Regions from separate parts of the Sus scrofa genome. Here region 1 is linked to region 2. The links are chromatin contacts, called in public Hi-C maps. All regions are on one chromosome and are shown on one strand. The core of a region is the stretch at or near the end of the contact, and the rest is flanking DNA. Distances in the headings are between cores, read along the strand shown.

The links. A called contact is a pair of places that touch in the nucleus more often than the background predicts.
Region 1: a Hi-C map of skeletal muscle shows a contact between it and region 2, with 2.5 times the contacts expected there. The contact joins the promoter of CBFA2T2 here to the promoter of CDK5RAP1 in region 2. A contact is called at or near these places in 4 of 47 Hi-C or Micro-C datasets (heart right ventricle, psoas muscle and skeletal muscle).

Annotation. Positions count from the first base shown.
Region 1 is chr17:36,988,599-36,991,976 of Sscrofa11.1, forward strand. CBFA2T2 (protein CBFA2T2) reads left to right here and starts at 1,477. Exons shown (of 11, transcript XM_021078106.1): 1 at 1,477-1,682. The coding sequence starts at 1,649.
Region 2 is chr17:36,909,478-36,912,867 of Sscrofa11.1, forward strand. CDK5RAP1 (CDK5 regulatory subunit-associated protein 1) reads right to left here and starts at 1,867. Exons shown (of 13, transcript XM_013985267.2): 1 at 1,601-1,867.

The sequences.
Region 1 (3,378 bases), core at 227-2,726, 79 kb after region 2:
TGCCAGAGCCACAGCAATGCCAGATCCAAGCCACGTCTGCAACCTACACCACAGCTCATGGCAATGCCAGATCCTTAACACACTGAGCAATGCCAAGAATCGAACCTGCAACCTCATGGTTCCTAGTCGGATTTGTTAACCACTGAGCCACGAAGGGAACACCATGTTTATTCATTCTTTGTTTTTTTGTTTTGTTTTTTGCCATATCCGAGGCATGCAGAAGTTCTGTGGCCAGGAATATCATGCTATAGCAGTGACCTGACCCACAGCAGTGACAATACCAGATCTTTAAGACACTTAGCCACCAAGGAACTCCTCTTTGTCCATTTTTCTATCAAATTATTTTTCTTATTAGTTTTAAGGAGTTCTTTATTTTGAATATTCTTTGTTGAATATGTTGCCAATATTTTATCTCAGTCCTTTGCTTATAAAAGACAAGCAAATCAAGAGAACTTTGTTTACAGTATCTTTGTACATAGAGGAGTTTGGAATTATTAATCTCTTGCTTTAATTTTAATCCCTGTTTTTGAGACTTTGGGAGGCAGAATAGTTCAGAGTAGCTCAAAGAACTGGGTCTTAAGTCAGAGTTCCTCGCTTCCAATCCCACCTCTGCTTTTTGCTAACAATAACCAGTGGATAAGGTATTTGGTGGAAAAATCCCTTTTTGCATTTGTAGAAAAGTGAGAATGATGATATTTTTCTCTCTCATTGTGAGGATTAACTGTATGGCGTGTATAAAAATAGCTCTACATAATGATAGCCAACAATTATTAATTTTATGGAAATGACATTTTATTTTTATATTTTTATTTTTATTTTTTGCTTCTTGGGGCTTCGCCTGTGGCATATGGAAGTTCCGGCTAGGGGTTGAATAGGAGCTTCAGCTGGGGGCCTACAGCACAATCATAGCAATGCATGATCCTCTGAGCTGCGTCTGCAATTTACACCACAGCTCACGACAACACTTGCCCGATACTTAACCCATTGAGGGAGGCCGGGGATCCAACCGGCATCTTCATGAATACTAATCAGAGTTTGTTACCACTGAGCCATAATGGGAACTCCTGGAAATGGCATTTCAGACATTTGAAACACTGCAGGCCAAAAAGGGGAAGTGACTCGCCAAACGACAGGCATAAAAAACGACTAGACCTTAATCTCTACAACTCAGGTGAGGCGGTGTCCCTCCCCCCTAAGCTCCTCCCCCTAGGGCTCCGCCTCTGGGCTCCAGTCACTTTCCTCACCACAGCAGGAATCCCAGTGTCTGAAGATTGGGCCGTGCACGTGATGGGCGCGCGTGACGCAGGCGGGGCGGGACTGAGAAGCAGGATGCTCCGGGATAGGGTGGTAGGTTCGCGCGGAAGGGGCGGGGCAGGTCAGGGGGTTGGAGTTTAGTGGGAACTCGTCTTGGGGCCGGGCTTCCGCGTGCGTTGGCCTGGCAGGCGAGAGCGCGCGGCGGGGCGTGCCAGGCGAACGGGGCGGGGCCATCTGGGGGGCGGGGCGGCGCGCGGCCTAACGGTGGCGTTGGCGGCGGCAGCAGCGGCGGCTCTGGGGTTGGAGAGCTTGGCGGCTTCAGGTCCCGCGGAGGCTCCTGCGAGGGACCCGGGCCGCCGGTGGAGGCGGAGGCGCTTGGCGTTGGCGCTCGGCGATGGTGGGCGTCCCCGGAGCGGCCGCCTTCCAGCGTAAGCGGGGCGGGAAGGCGGGCGGCTGAGGGGGGCGTGTGAGGGGCCTGCGGCTCCACAAGCGCGAGCTCCCGGGAGGCCCCCAGCGCGAGGCCGGGGTGGTAAACTGAGGCCCCAAGAAGGGCGGCAGATCCAAGGTCATGAGGCAGGCCGGGCCTTCCTGGGCTCCCGTGGCCGCCCGAGCGTCTCCTGCACTGCTCGAGGGCTCGGAGCTCATGGACTGAGCGAATCTGTGGGGACCGCGGCCTCGCAGCCGCGGCCGGGCTGGCGTCCATCGAACTTGCCCGCGGACAAGGATTGTTTTGTTCTCCCGGCTCCGGGGCCACAAAGTCCGACCCTGGAGAAGTAGTACACACGCCCAATTTCGAGGGGTGTGTGGCGGATGGTATAGGAAGCGAGGATGTTGCCTCCGAGGGGCCTGTTGAGTGCCGACTCAGGGGTTGGTCTGCCTGGGTTTCCATCCCGGTTCCCCCACTCACAGGCTGTGACCTTGGGTCTCTTCGAGCCTCGATTTCCCCTTCTGCAAAATGAAGATGTAAAGAGCATCTTCAGCCCCTCCCTACCCCAGTTGTGGGTTTTGTGTGTCCAAGTGGGAGGCTTGGCATGGACTTTAGCACATACACAAGTGTGGAAATTGTCATTACTATAATCGCTAATAAACCTCGTCCAGGGTGAACCTCACTTGGAAAAGCTTTAGATTGGTCTCTGGTTTTTTGTTTGTGTGAGATTTTAATTTTGTCTTTGGTTAGTCCTGCTTTATGATCCAATTGCTTTTCTTACCTCCATTTTTCCTTTTTAGCATTTATCTACTGTTCCTCCTAGAATCATAAGATCTTTGGGGGCGGGGTGGGTCTCTTAATAACAACGATAAAATTTTAATTGTTTCTTGTTACAGTAGCAATAATAGCCAACATTTTTTTTTGAGCAGTAGGCTTTTTGCATTCTATTCATTTAATATTTATTAAATCATCTATTAAGTAAAAAGTACCATTTTGGCTCTGGGAATATAGGAACAACTAGATAGACCAAACTCAAGCTTCGAGTTTATTTGGGAGGAGGGGGAAGAGACATGTTAAATGGGGAAACAAATCCATTTTGCATGTTTTTTTTCTTTAATCCTGATTATGGTATAAATAAGAGTTAAGTATTTGTGTAAGCCCATTTTGTAGAGGATGACACTGAGGAACAGAAGGAACCCTGTGGATCCAGCCTCAGAGCCCATGTTCTTCCACACATAAAAGGGACACTTTCCATAGCCTCTCTTTGTTTGATACCCATTAAAGGTTGGATTGAGGAAATGCAAAGTTGCTGCTTTTGATAGTTTGATCCATTCCTCTTGGAGCTTAGGTCTGACAAAGGTACACTATCTTTGTATAGTGAAAGGACCTTTTATCAGAACTTAAATTTTTTATACCCACATCTCTTTTATGCAGTGTTCAGTTTAAAATAGGCCCTAACATACAATTCTTGGTTCTGTTATGTAACTGAAGTTTGTTTTGTTTATTTATTTATAGTGTTCCTAAGAGAATTCTATATTACATTCCCAGGCAATGTGCTTAGTATACTTTGTCTCTTAATCTGGAAGCATATAGTAAGTTACATTAAAATGTTGAGAGGATTTTTTTTCAGTGAGGTTTTCATGTTACAGTTAGATTCAGCATTGACCATCTGCTAAGCACCAGGCTGTGTGCTGATG
Region 2 (3,390 bases), core at 617-3,116:
TTCACTGGCTGCTAAGCTTTTTTTTTTTTTTTTTTTTTTTTGTCTTTTTGTCTTTTTTTTGTTGTTGTTGTTGTTGTTGTTGCTGCTATTTCTTGGGCCGCTCCCGCGGCATATGGAGATTCCCAGGCTAGGGGTTGAATCAGAGCTGTAGCCACCGGCCTACGCCAGAGCCACAGCAACGCGGGATCCGAGCCGCGTCTGCAACCTACACCACAGCTCACGGCAACGCCGGATCGTTAACCCACTGAGCAAGGGCAGGGACCGAACCCGCAACCTCATGGTTCCTAGTCGGATTCGTTAACCACTGCGCCACGACGGGAACTCCTGGCTGCTAAGCTTTTACACATGCTGTTCTCTCTAGGTATATCGTCTCTCAACTGACCTGGCCAATTTCTATGCTACTTTTAGGTCCCTGCTTCCTCCTGGAAGCCTTTCCTGGCCACTACTCCCAAAGTCTAGGGATCCTCCTCTGGGCTCCCGAAACCTCTTTCTAACTTTCTATCACAAGACTCATCACACTTAGCTATTAATTACTACCTAACCCTGGGAGCTGGGAGGTCCCAGAGAGCAGAGAACAAATCTCATTCATTTCTACATTCTTCATATCTCCCATTCTAGAACATGACAGGTGTTTTACACGTAAAATGACATGTGGCCTGTTACTTCTCCAACCTAATCACTTGCCATATGTGGCACCAGCACTTCGGGCAGGAACAATGCCAACCTACTTTCAAGTGACAGAGAACAGCACACTTCTACTGTGAGCTATAAAGTCAACTCTTTCTGCCCTTTAACTTGTGTGACCTTGGGCAAGTCAAATTCATGTCTCTGGGCCTCCAATTCCACCTCTATAAAATAAGGATAAAAATACCTCTCAGAGGTGGTGAGACATAAAGGCATAACTTAATTGCACATCTGCAGCCCATGCCCCCTTTAAGGGTGGGCAAAGAGCATTGTGGTTAAGACCCTAAAATCAGAGTCTGACCCATCTTTGGCCTGGCCAGGTATCTTTGAACACCTGGAAGCTTCTTAAGTTCTGGGAGCTTCCACTTCCTCATGTGTAAAATGAGAAAAATAGTATCTATTATAGAACCTATCTCCGTGTCTGTTGTGAGGATCAAATGTGGTAACATAAATAAAATGCTCGCCTAGCACAACGTAGGGGCCTCTGTGGGGCCCAACATAAATCGGCAGTCGACAAAAACGATGAGACAACAGCCTTGTCTCAATATAAATAAGCAATAAAGCAGCCTATACATCTTACTGGGTGACTACAATGTGTCAGAAGCGGTATTGAGCGCTTCACGTGGATTATCCTATTTAATCCTCACACAACCAGGAGGCAGGTTCTATCACCGCCACTTCACAGGTGACAAAGCTAAGGCTGGAGGGGAAGAGGGGTGACTTGGCCAAGATCACAAATGAGTAAGCAAGGGGCTAGGGTGCGAATTACAACAGTCTGATTCCAGAGAACGCGCCATAACCACTGCTCTATCCTCCCCTTGAACACCGCGCATTCCTGGGGCCCCCCTGCCCCTCCAGCTCCATACGCGGCCCGTGGGCCTGGGCACAGGCCACTTTCTCCCGGGGCACCGCTCACCTCCCGCAGTCAGAGTGACTGGCGTCTAACGGCTGAAGAACCTCTCAGCTGCCCCAGATCCCGGTTCAGCAGTCTGCGACTGCGCACGCTCACGCGCAACTTCCGTTCCTCCGCGATTTCGGTCCGGGATGTTCCGGCGGAAGTGCGTTACTGTGCCCTCCGGGTGGGTCCAAGCTCCCGGCCTGGAAGTCCCTGCGCTGAACCGTTTGATAACTTCTATCCGGCGTGCAGCAACGACGCGCTTGAAATGTGGTGAATGCAAATTAAATGTGTTCTAAATATAAAATACACACCGGATGTCTAAGAAGGAATGCAGCCTGTCTCGTCAATAATTTTATATTGATTATGTACTGAGATAATATTTGGAATTTGGAAGGCTAAATATATTATTTTAGTTTCACCTATGGAGTTCTCTTGTGGCGCACAGATTTAGGATCCCGCCTTGTCACTGCAGCGGCTTGGGTTGGTGCTGTGGCACAGGTTCCATCCCTGGCCTGGAAAATTCCACATGCCGTGGTTGCAGGGGGAAAAAAAAAGAAAAAAAATAGTTTCACCTGTTTCTTTTTACTATTTTAATGTGACTGCTGCTTTTCAGGGCTGCACCTGCAGCATATGGAAGTTCCCAGACTAGGGGTTGAATCAGAGCTGCTGCTGCGGGCCACAGCCACAGCTACAGCCACAGCCACACAGAATCCAAACTGCATCTGTGGCCTATACCACAGCTAATGGCAACACCAGATTCTTAACCCACTGAGCCAGGCCAGGGATCTAACCCAAGTCCTCATGGATACTAGTCCAGTTCATTACTGCTGAGCCACTACAGGAACTCCGACTACTGGGAAATTTTTAATTATGTGGCTCATTTTCTATTTCTATTGCATACTGCTGTGTTATGGGTTAAAGCATGAACTCCCCCTGGAGTTACAGACCCCTACTTCCCCTGCCTACCAGGTACATCCCCTTGAGTGCCTATCGACCATCTCTAACTTAATACAAAACTCTAATTTCTCACACACATCCTCATGCAAAACCTGTGCCTGCCCAGTCTTGCCCATCTCAATAAATGACCCAAACATCCTCCCAGTTGCAGTAGAGGAACCTGAGTCATTTTTGTTCCCTCTCCCTCAGCCTCTGCACTCAGTCTATCTGCAAGTTCTGTCAACTCTATTTCTAAAATATCTCAAATCTGGAGTTCCCATCATGGCTCAGTGGTTAACAAACCCGACTAGCATCCATGAGGATGAAGGTTCAATCCCGTGCCTCTCTCAGTGGGTTAAGGATCCGGCATTGCCGTAAGCTGTGGTGTAGGTCACAGATATGGCTCGGATCCCATGTTGCCGTGGCTGTGGTGTAGGCTAGCAGCTATAGCTCCGATTCGACCCCTAGCCTGAGAACCTCCATATGCCATAGGTGCAGCCCTAAAAAGACAAAAACATAAAAATAAAATATCTCAAATCTTTCCACTTCCCATTCTTCCCCTTCTGCAACTCCAGCCCAGGCCACCATCATCTCCTCACAAACAGTTGCAATAAGGGAGTTCCCACTGTGGCTCAACTGGTTAAGAACTCTACAGAGTATCCATGAGGATGTGCTTCAATCCCTGACTCTGCTCAGTGGATTAAGGATCCCGTGCTGCCACAAGATGTAGCAGAGCAGCCCAGATCCAGCATTGCTGTGGTTGTGGCATGGGCCAGCAGCAGATTGGGCCCCTAGTCTGGGAACTTCTATAAGCTGCAGGTGCAGCCATAAAAAGAAGAAACAAAGAAACAATTGGAATGACCTGCTGGCTC